Linked DNA regions of Thunnus thynnus: region 1 is linked to region 2. Evidence: chromatin contacts called from public Hi-C data. All regions are on one chromosome and are shown on one strand. The core of a region is the stretch at or near the end of the contact, and the rest is flanking DNA. Distances in the headings are between cores, read along the strand shown.

Region 1 (4,810 bases), core at 591-3,090, 130 kb before region 2:
AACACAGACCGAGAAGAAGAACAAGCAGGAGCCGCGCAGGAAGATGCTGCGCGCGCATGTCCCTTTCGCTCTGAGCAGGGGGCGTGTCCTCAGTGTACGTCATACGTCACGATGTCGGGAAAAAAATTAACCAATTAACGTTTCAGCAACATACAGGCAGGTATTTTACGTGTACAGATATATAACAAAATAATTAAAAAAAATATGGAAGATAATACAGTGTCAGGACCACGACAGAGTATTAGGGCCACACTGGGAGGGGAAAAAATGAGAGACTTCGAGAACAAAGTCATAATATTTCGAGAAAAAAGTACGATTACGAGAATAAATAAGTAATATTACGAGAATAAACCGTTATTACGGGAAAAATGTAATAGTCTAGGGGGGAAATATCAGAGTAGCAGTCTGCCGGTTAAAATGAGGAATGTGGAGCATCTTGTGAAGTTATACTTTAGTATAGGTTTCACACATAACAAAATACTTAATCTTTTGGCACATTAGCACCAGATAATTATGAGTATCAGGACTTTGGAGCCATTGTCCAAAGAAAGAACCACACGAACATGCACTAAACTGCTTCTTTAGCGGAAGAAGAAATGGCTGGGGGTGGTCGACTGCAACCCTACCGGGGTTACTATTACTTTTTTTTTTTCGTTATCTCAAAAATAAAACTTTTTTAAAATTCTGTCAGTGTGGCCCTGTACTCCGTCGTACAGGACTAAATGAATAGAAAGAAAAAAAGAGTTGTTGGTTACAGCGAGGTTACACAACATATTTTTTCATCATCTTAAAAAAACATAGTATTCACCACCAATAAGATTATTTTATATGTCCTAAAACATGTATCAAGACATATAAAAATAATCCGTTTGGAAAAATAATGTATTATGTGGTTTTTCCACAAAAGAGTATGGTCCTTCTCTCTCATTAAAAAAATGTAGAATTCAAATTTCATTTCCGAAGTTTAACTGACACAAGATGTCTCCTACTTCATTGCAAAGTTCATTCTCAGTGTCTGTGCACTGGAGGCTTCAAGTTTCCACATCATACTTGTGTAAGTTGAGTATTGGACCAGAATTGGCTTCAAAACTAGTTGTGATGTCAGAAATCCTGCTCACAGGCCCATACCTTAAAATCAGATTTTCAATGTGCACAGAGAAGCTTTCCACTTTCAGCAGATGAATATGAAAACAGTCTTATAGTGTCAAACTCTGCACATACATCATTCTGCACAATGAAGCTCAAATGTTCAACTGTTAGAACAAGAAGAAAAATATATGTTTGAGTGGAAGGGGACTTTAGGATTATGTGATAACATGTTGTGTAACATCCTCCCACAACTTTTGTTTGTTTTTTTGTTTGTTTGTTTCTTTCTTTCTTTCTATACATTTAGTCCTTTATGACGGACAATTAGGGCAAAAAATGAAATTCAACAGAATTTACACAATTGTCTCTTCAAACAAGAAGAAGGCGGTAAAAAATATTGATATGTGCTCTTTTTATGATGTTTTCGTGTAACTACATCCCCATGGTCTGTTATTAAATGACATTTAGACAAATTATTCAGAGACTGTGAGAAAACAACTCAAACTATGATTTAAGTGATATTTTTTATAAAGAAATTCAGGAGATACATGCTATGTTTTTGTCTCGGTATCTAATCTGTTTGAATGTATATCATGGTTAATTTTATGTATTTATTTAGATTTCTACATGTGCCGCTTGGTGGCGGTAAAGCGTCATCTCGTTGTTTGCCAACCGCCAAAAAACACCCAGAGGAAGAAGAAAAGCCAAACGTTGGTCGTGTCTAGATGGTAACCCTAGATTTCCAGAACTCTCGCGAGATTTCTATGCGTTGTTCCTTCTTTGTGCACGTTGTACAAAATAATTATATTCTGTGATGTGGCAACGCTGTATTTAAGGTTTGGTTAGGTTTAAGCACCAGAAACACTTGATTAGGGTTAGGGAAAGATCATGATTTGAGTTAAAAACATCACTCTCGCGAGAACTTTCGCGGGTCTGGGGTTACCATCTAGATACGAGACAAAACATCGGCGATTCAACGTGAGGCGGGAAACCCGGGGAAGAGGAAGAAATGGATGGACGCGGAGACATGGACGGAGAGGCGGAAAGTCTCTCTCCGTCGACTTTAAAACTGTACGAGACGCAGTTCTTCGGTTTCAGCCCGCAGACCTGCATGCTGCGGGTTTACAGCGCCTTCCAGGACTGCCTGCGGGACATGTTGCTGGTCGTGGAGAAGGTGTGTGTGAGGCAGCTGAGTAAAGGCGAGTCGGACGGGGCTGAGGAGCTGCTCCGGTGCCGGTCCCGGGAGTGTAGCCGGGAGCTGCAGCAGGTTCTTTTAGACCGGTTCAAGCAGCTGTCTGAGCGGATGGAGGCGCTGCTCGTGAACCGCTGCTTCTCCGTGCCGCCAAACGTCCTGTTGCCCGAGGACCAGATACACCGAGACCACCCGCAGGACCCTCAGGTGGGTGAGGAGGAGGAGGAGGAGGAGGAGAAAGAGGGAGTGTTTGTATCAGTATCATGAGAGGAAGTCACACACAACCCACTGCTTCATTCATGTACTCACAAGCAACAGTGTAGTCTGTAAATATTTGCATAATATGGACAGTTTCTGTGTTTGAGGGTGTTCACATCCATAATAAGTTGTCCTTTTTATACCTAAACTCGTCCCCTTCACAAGTTTAACAGTGCAGAAGGAAAATGACAAGGCTACAGTCTCAATCTGTTGAGGCAATGTGAATGTAAACACTCTAAAATGAAAGCTTCAATTATACGATTCATTACATTCCTGTGATATAACATAACTGTACATATTTACCTGTATACACTATAACACCTACTGATCTCTATACAACATATCAGTATCTCAGTTGCCAGTTTATTATCTAGCTAAAAGTAATGCAGTCGAATTAGAGCTGCAACGATTAGTCGATTATCGATTGGCAGGAAATTAACTAATCATTTAGGTCATTTTTCAAGTAAAAATGCCAAACATTTCTTGGTTCAAGGCTCTCAGATGTTATAATTTGTGGCTTTTCTTGGTCTTACAAAACTGTAAATGTAACTGTAAATGTAATATTTTGGAGTTTTTGACTATTGGTTGGATAAAATAAGACACATGAGGATGTCACCTTGGAGTCCAGGATGTTGTGATGGATGTTTTTAGACATTTTCTGATGTTTTATTGACCAAATGATTAATCATGTAAATACTCAAATCATCAATAAATAAATAATTGTTGCAGCACTAAGTCTAACAGTCATGCAGCAAATCTAAAATCATCAAGGTTATAATGTTACTGTTTTGTGTTGTGTGTTAGAGGGGTTGACTTGTATTCAGTTTTATTTCGAGAGGTGTTTTTCCACTCATTGATGAAAATGTGGTGGATGAAATATAAGAAACATCTGGTAGTATAAAGAAATACAATACGGCAACACCTCCAAAATAACCGTAAATTGAATTAACACCTTTTAGATAACAAATCTTTGATTCAATGTCCACTTCCTAGCTTTTCTCGAAGCTTTCAGCTGCATCGCACAGTCTTCATCAGCAGATTTAGAGTTTACTCAGTTGTCATGGAGATGGCTCTGTTATCATAAAGTATTGAAGTTTAGTCACACGATAACAATTGTTTGTATATCTCCATCTGCTAATAAAGGCTGTGAGATGTGATTGAAAGCTTGGGGGGGAGCAAGTAAGTGGACCTTGAGTTAAGATTATTTTGTGAAACTACTTTTTCATGGTCAAGATTGAACTTTCACGCTCATCATTTAATGCTCATAATAAAGGCTCGTCCGCACCACACACTAGTTCATTTAATGTGTAACAAAATAATCTTGTCTCTTTATTTATATTATTTTACAGATTTTCTTTTTTAAATAAACACTAAAATATTGATATTGGTGTCTGCTTCATAGATCCAATATCTGTCATGCTCACTGATACAATACTGTCTGTTAACATAACACATCTTATGTATTTATTTATGTCTGTTGAGGGTTTGATCAGTATTGGTGTTCAGATGTTTTAGAGAACATGATTGAACATTTGGTTTCTTTTCATGATTTGTTCGTTTCAGGAGGTGATCAGACTGGAATCGTCCGTGGCGGACCTGCAGAGAGCCTACGAAGCGGAAGTTTGTGCCAGGCAGGCCCTGCTGGCCGAGCTGGAGGAGCAGAAGGAGGTGCAGAATCAGCTGGATGGGATCCTGATGTGGGTCAGAGAGCTCCAGGCAGCCTGGGTGAAGGAGGGAAACGGCAGCTTCCATGAAAGCTTCCGCCTGGTGATGGAGTCCATAAAGAAACTGCAGGAAGCTGTCGGGGAGGTCTGCAGCAAGGCCCCTCACTGAACTGAATTCACACTTATGATCTTTCACCTTGGTGCAATAAATAAGTGGACAGTGGAGCTCTGCAGTGTGTGAGCTGTTTGTTTATTCAGTGATTTGCTCACTTTCAGCTCAGCACCTGCTTTCTTTGGTTTGGATGTGCATGTTTACTCATATTTGATATTTCATAGACATTAATCCAGAGCTTTTATAATATTTTCTGTCTTTACTCTTTCTGATAGAGATACGAGGGTTTATAAGACATCTGTAGCAGTGAGGTAGGACAGTAAAACATTTCAGGTAGAAGACGCTGCTGATAATGTTGTTGTCATCTTCATCTCCCTCTTAATATTCACTGCATTGTCAACAGTTTTCATCTTGTTTGGAGATAATAAATCACCAATGAATTAATGCTACAACGTATGTAGCTGCAGACGTTACTGCTCCAAGAACGCAAAGCTTCTG
Region 2 (4,339 bases), core at 1,445-3,944:
AATCATATGCCTTGGTGTCATTATCATTTTCCAGTTTCTCATTTTTTTATACAATGAAGCTAATGTCTTCCCATAGAGTGATAAACTGACACTGTAATATAGAAAGCTTATCAGCATGCACCACCTTGGCATGCTGTTGAAATTAAACCAAATCACCTGACCTGATCAAACTCCACAGTAACACCACCAGCCAGCAGGTTCATGTGTATCTTACCGGGTTTTTTTGGATTTATCCTCCATGTTGAGACCTTCACTGGTATCCATCTGCTCTGCAAACCAGTTCTCGTCCATCATCTCTTCTACATGACACGCTGACGCCACTCCTGCGTTTCCTTGTTTGGGGAGGGGGATAGCATAGCATATTGTAATATTTGACATAATAATCACAATAATTATATCATGATCAATTATCATAATTATAACATGGCAGGTGGCAGTTCGAACCCCAGCTTTGATCCTTGTGCACCACTGTACCTCCAGTTTTCTCTTGATCCGATGATGTCACATTGCCTCTGTCTCCTTTTGATGATATCACAGCTGTTATTGCAGCCCCTTTCTCGTTTAGGTCGTCCTCTCTCTCCTCTGTACTCCTCTCCGGTGCAGGTGTGACTGCTTGTGCACTGGGTTTGTGCATGTTGGCAGTTAGAGTGTGAGTGTCCTTATCCAGACGAGCGTATGGCCTTTCACTGGCGCTCCCTTCAGCCGCCTTCTGCTCCGTAATCACAGTGAAACCAGAATCTCTCTCATCTTTATCTCTTTCCTCCTGTTGTTGTGTCTGCGCCCTCAAAGAGTGCAGAGACTTGTTGTGCAATGTCGTGTTCTTTCTGTTGTCATTAAAGACCACTTCACTGCCTCTGGAGGGACCGAGCCCCAAGCTTTGACCCTCCGACCTCTTAGACTTGTCACTGGAAAACTGAGGTTTCTTCACAGGCCCAATCACAGGCCTTGTTACTTTTATGCCGTTAGCTATGGGACTCAGAATTCTTTGTGCCGGTGGATTGGCAGTCCTTGGTCTCTTGGCATTTTGGGACTCTTCAGGAGGGCTGAAGAGTCTTTTCAAGGAGCCAGAACATCCCTCTTCCCTCTTGGCTCTTCCTCCCTCCTCAGTAATTACTCTCCGTACATTTGACCCTTTGGAGCGGGGACTTCGACAGATGGGGGACAGTTGGCCGAGCTTCCCCTGGCTCGCCACCTCTCTGCTGGGCTGGGGGCTCAGTTGACCTGGTTCTCTGGAGGAAGAGAGCCTAATCTGACTGTTGGGGGTCTCAGGCACAGAGAGGAGGAGATCTGGTGAGGAGGGAAGGATGTTCTCAAGGCTCCCAAGGATACTCCTCTTTAAGGGAGAATGGGCTCTGAACATAAAGACTTCCTCATCTTTGATTTGTGGCTCAGTCTTGGCAAGAGCAACGCCAGTTACTGACAGTTTTGTGGAAGATAAGTCCTGAAAGCATCAAAGCAAACATGCAAAACATATTGAGCAAAGAAATTGGAGGTAGAAGAGTCAATGTAACAGTATTGTGACATATGACTATATATATCTCAGTTTTTTTATATAACAATATGTTAATATATCTTAAGTGTAATTTTCTGCTCCAGTCAAAAACATTGTAATCTGATTTCTGTCCAGCCGTCTTACAAGAAAAGAGAAAGATACACAAAGGAACAAGATGCAGCAAAGAGAAGAACTAATTGAAATAAATAGTTGTACCTACCTTCTGGTTTTGAGTGGAAAAGAAGGTTGAGATGTTCTTCTGCCCTCCTGGGGTCACCTGAAAAAAACCACAAAGCAGAGATTAACCAGAATTCAACAATCACTAAGTTTCTGTAGCTTTTCACAGGTGGTATGTGTTTATTTTCCACCACAGTTGCATGTTAAAACAGAGCATAATGATTTAAACGGCAGCACATTCGCTCAACATTAACATCTTGGTGGGTTTCAGATTTAATAGAGGGTCTTGATATAATCAACATTACCTCCTAAAACCGACAACTAAGCACGTTTGTGGTTAACTGGTAACTGCGATATATAACCTCTGCTCTTCATTTACAGGAGTTGGTGGTTAAACTGCTCTGCACATGAATGAATGAATGAATGAATGAACACTAATATTACCTGATAAGCCATACACAATGTTGTTCACATAATACTGCTGCCCAGAAAAACAAAAGATGACTGCACATGAGAGATCAAGTGAAACCCATCAAACCAGTCAGACGCACAGCTGAGTTAATAACGATGACAGGTGCGTCACATTTAGCGGGAGACATTACTCTGCCTCATTAGAGGCTGGTGTGTCAATTAACAACTCTCTTACTGAACTCACCTTGGGTTTCCTCAGTTTGGTCCTGTGCATGGTGGCTCAGGTTAAAACACAGGTAGGTGTGTGGAATTATATATGTTTGTTTATCAACGGATCACCGGCATCAGCTACAGCTAGCTGAAGAGAGTTTATTCTGTTTAATTTCAAACGACTCCGCATCTCCACAAGCAGGAGACTGTTCACTAACTGTCCGGCGTTAGCTACCGTTACTCTCCCGTTAAAACCACCGGGCTTGTACTCATTTTGATCATCATTCAGCTCTTTTCTCTTCCAGTGTTTGGAGGCAGTTTAAAAGTCTGAGGCGCCAAATTTTCTACTTCCCGCAATGGAAATGACGTCAGGAGTACATCCGCTGACAGACTGTTTTCGGGGCGTTTTACGGGCGTTATCAATTGTGCGAAGACCCGCCCTACTCTGCCTCTGATTGGCTCTGACCGACGTAACCTACCCAACCAAACCGAACCAAACCAACAATGGCAACGAGTACTAGCCAATCAGAGGCAGAGTAGGGCGGGTCTTCATGGAATGTCCAGATGGTAATCCTAGATTTGCGAATAACTATCGCGAGATTTGTACGCCTTATTCCTTTATTGTGTGCTTTGTTTTAAATTGAACAAAATAATTGTGTTTTATGACGTGGTAATGCAGCGGCTAGGCACAAAAAACACTCAGTTAGGGTTAGGGAAAGATCATGTTTTGGGTTAAACGATCGCTCTCGCGAGATCCTACGCAGATCCAGGGTTACCTCTAGACTCGACCCATTTTTAAGAGGGCGAGGAATGCAGCCATCATGTCGCCCTCTGTTGGTTAACAGCATGACCGACTGTAGATAAACATGACCATAGCACTATGATCACAGTGAAATCTCTAAAAGGTTATCTGACGAGTCAAAAGTATAACTGCATATACTGATAATACAATAAATGGATTGTGATCATCAGACAGTTAGGCTAACTTTTTTTCATTAAGTAGTGACACTATAATTCCTATTTGCATGTAAAACAGGTTTTATAGCTTACGGGATTCATTCTTGACCATGGAAATAACAGTTTGACAAAAGATAAATAATTAAATAAATTACAGTCCCTTACTGTTGTTTTTTTTTTGTTTGTTTTTTTTTGTGGAAGTTTTCAGTGACACCTCTTGGCCTTCATCAGCAGATTAACTTTGCACAATGATATTAATAAGTAAACAAAATAATGTCAAATGAAATCTTGTCAGTGACAGCCTACTGAGCCTACTGAGCAAAGTCTGTCTCTTAACAATGACTGACATAGTAGCAGACCTGAATAAAAAAATATTTAAAAGTGTGATGAAATTAAAATCCTTTAGCTGTTTAAATTCCCTCTTGTTGTTAGCAAGAGGAGTCGGTATATTCATGTTTTATTATTAAATGTTTTAGGGATAGTTTGGAGGTGAAGAAGAGAACAGACTAGAAACTATTTGTCAGTTGGGAAAAGTGGTTATAAAATCTAATGATGCAGTTCTGCACCTCGTTGTTTTTCTTAGTTGAGCCATCAGTGCACCTTGATGTGGCCCTGTGGAGATTAAATGCTACATGTGATGATGATGATATGCTACATATGAAAAACAACAAAAAAAACAATTTTCATCACTTGTTTGATGTTGTTGAAACAGCCTCAGGTGCCTCCGGGAAGCAGTAGCCCATCATCCGAGACGAACAGAACCACTATCATGCTACTGATGGCTTTTGTGTTTTCTGGCACCACAGCGTCTCTCGGGGGTTCATTATGTCAGAAAACGTATTCTACTCCATAACAGAGCTACTGATTGTAAAATGTGCTTTCTTCAAGCCCACATTACTTGGGTCATCTTAAATGCCTCACTGATCAGCCCTCTCCCCCAGACATTAAGCAAACATCTTATCTTTGAGGCATAGTATCCAAAAGAAAGTAATAATAACTTTCTGATAAGTCACCCTTCATAAAGGCATTAGAAACTGTCACCTTGTTAATGGTTGACAATTAATTTATTAATCGTTTGACTGGTTATACATC

What was found. Hi-C and Micro-C count contacts between places; a contact is called where the count stands out from the background.
Region 1: a contact with region 2 is called in a Hi-C map of heart, with 5 times the contacts expected there. The contact joins the promoter of mis12 here to the promoter of dna2 in region 2. A contact is called at or near these places in 2 of 3 Hi-C or Micro-C datasets (heart and muscle).

The regions. Positions count from the first base shown.
Region 1 is chr1:24,089,779-24,094,588 of fThuThy2.1, reverse strand. mis12 (MIS12 kinetochore complex component) reads left to right here and starts at 1,840. Exons shown (of 2, transcript XM_067591945.1): 1 at 1,840-2,485; 2 at 4,100-4,425. The coding sequence starts at 2,096. The coding sequence ends at 4,369. It overlaps ppm1g (protein phosphatase, Mg2+/Mn2+ dependent, 1G), which reads right to left and starts at 66. Exons shown (of 14, transcript XM_067591932.1): 1 at 1-66.
Region 2 is chr1:23,961,170-23,965,508 of fThuThy2.1, reverse strand. It overlaps dna2 (DNA replication helicase/nuclease 2), which reads right to left and starts at 2,694. Exons shown (of 26, transcript XR_010928645.1): 1 at 2,325-2,694; 2 at 1,713-1,769; 3 at 475-1,441; 4 at 215-332.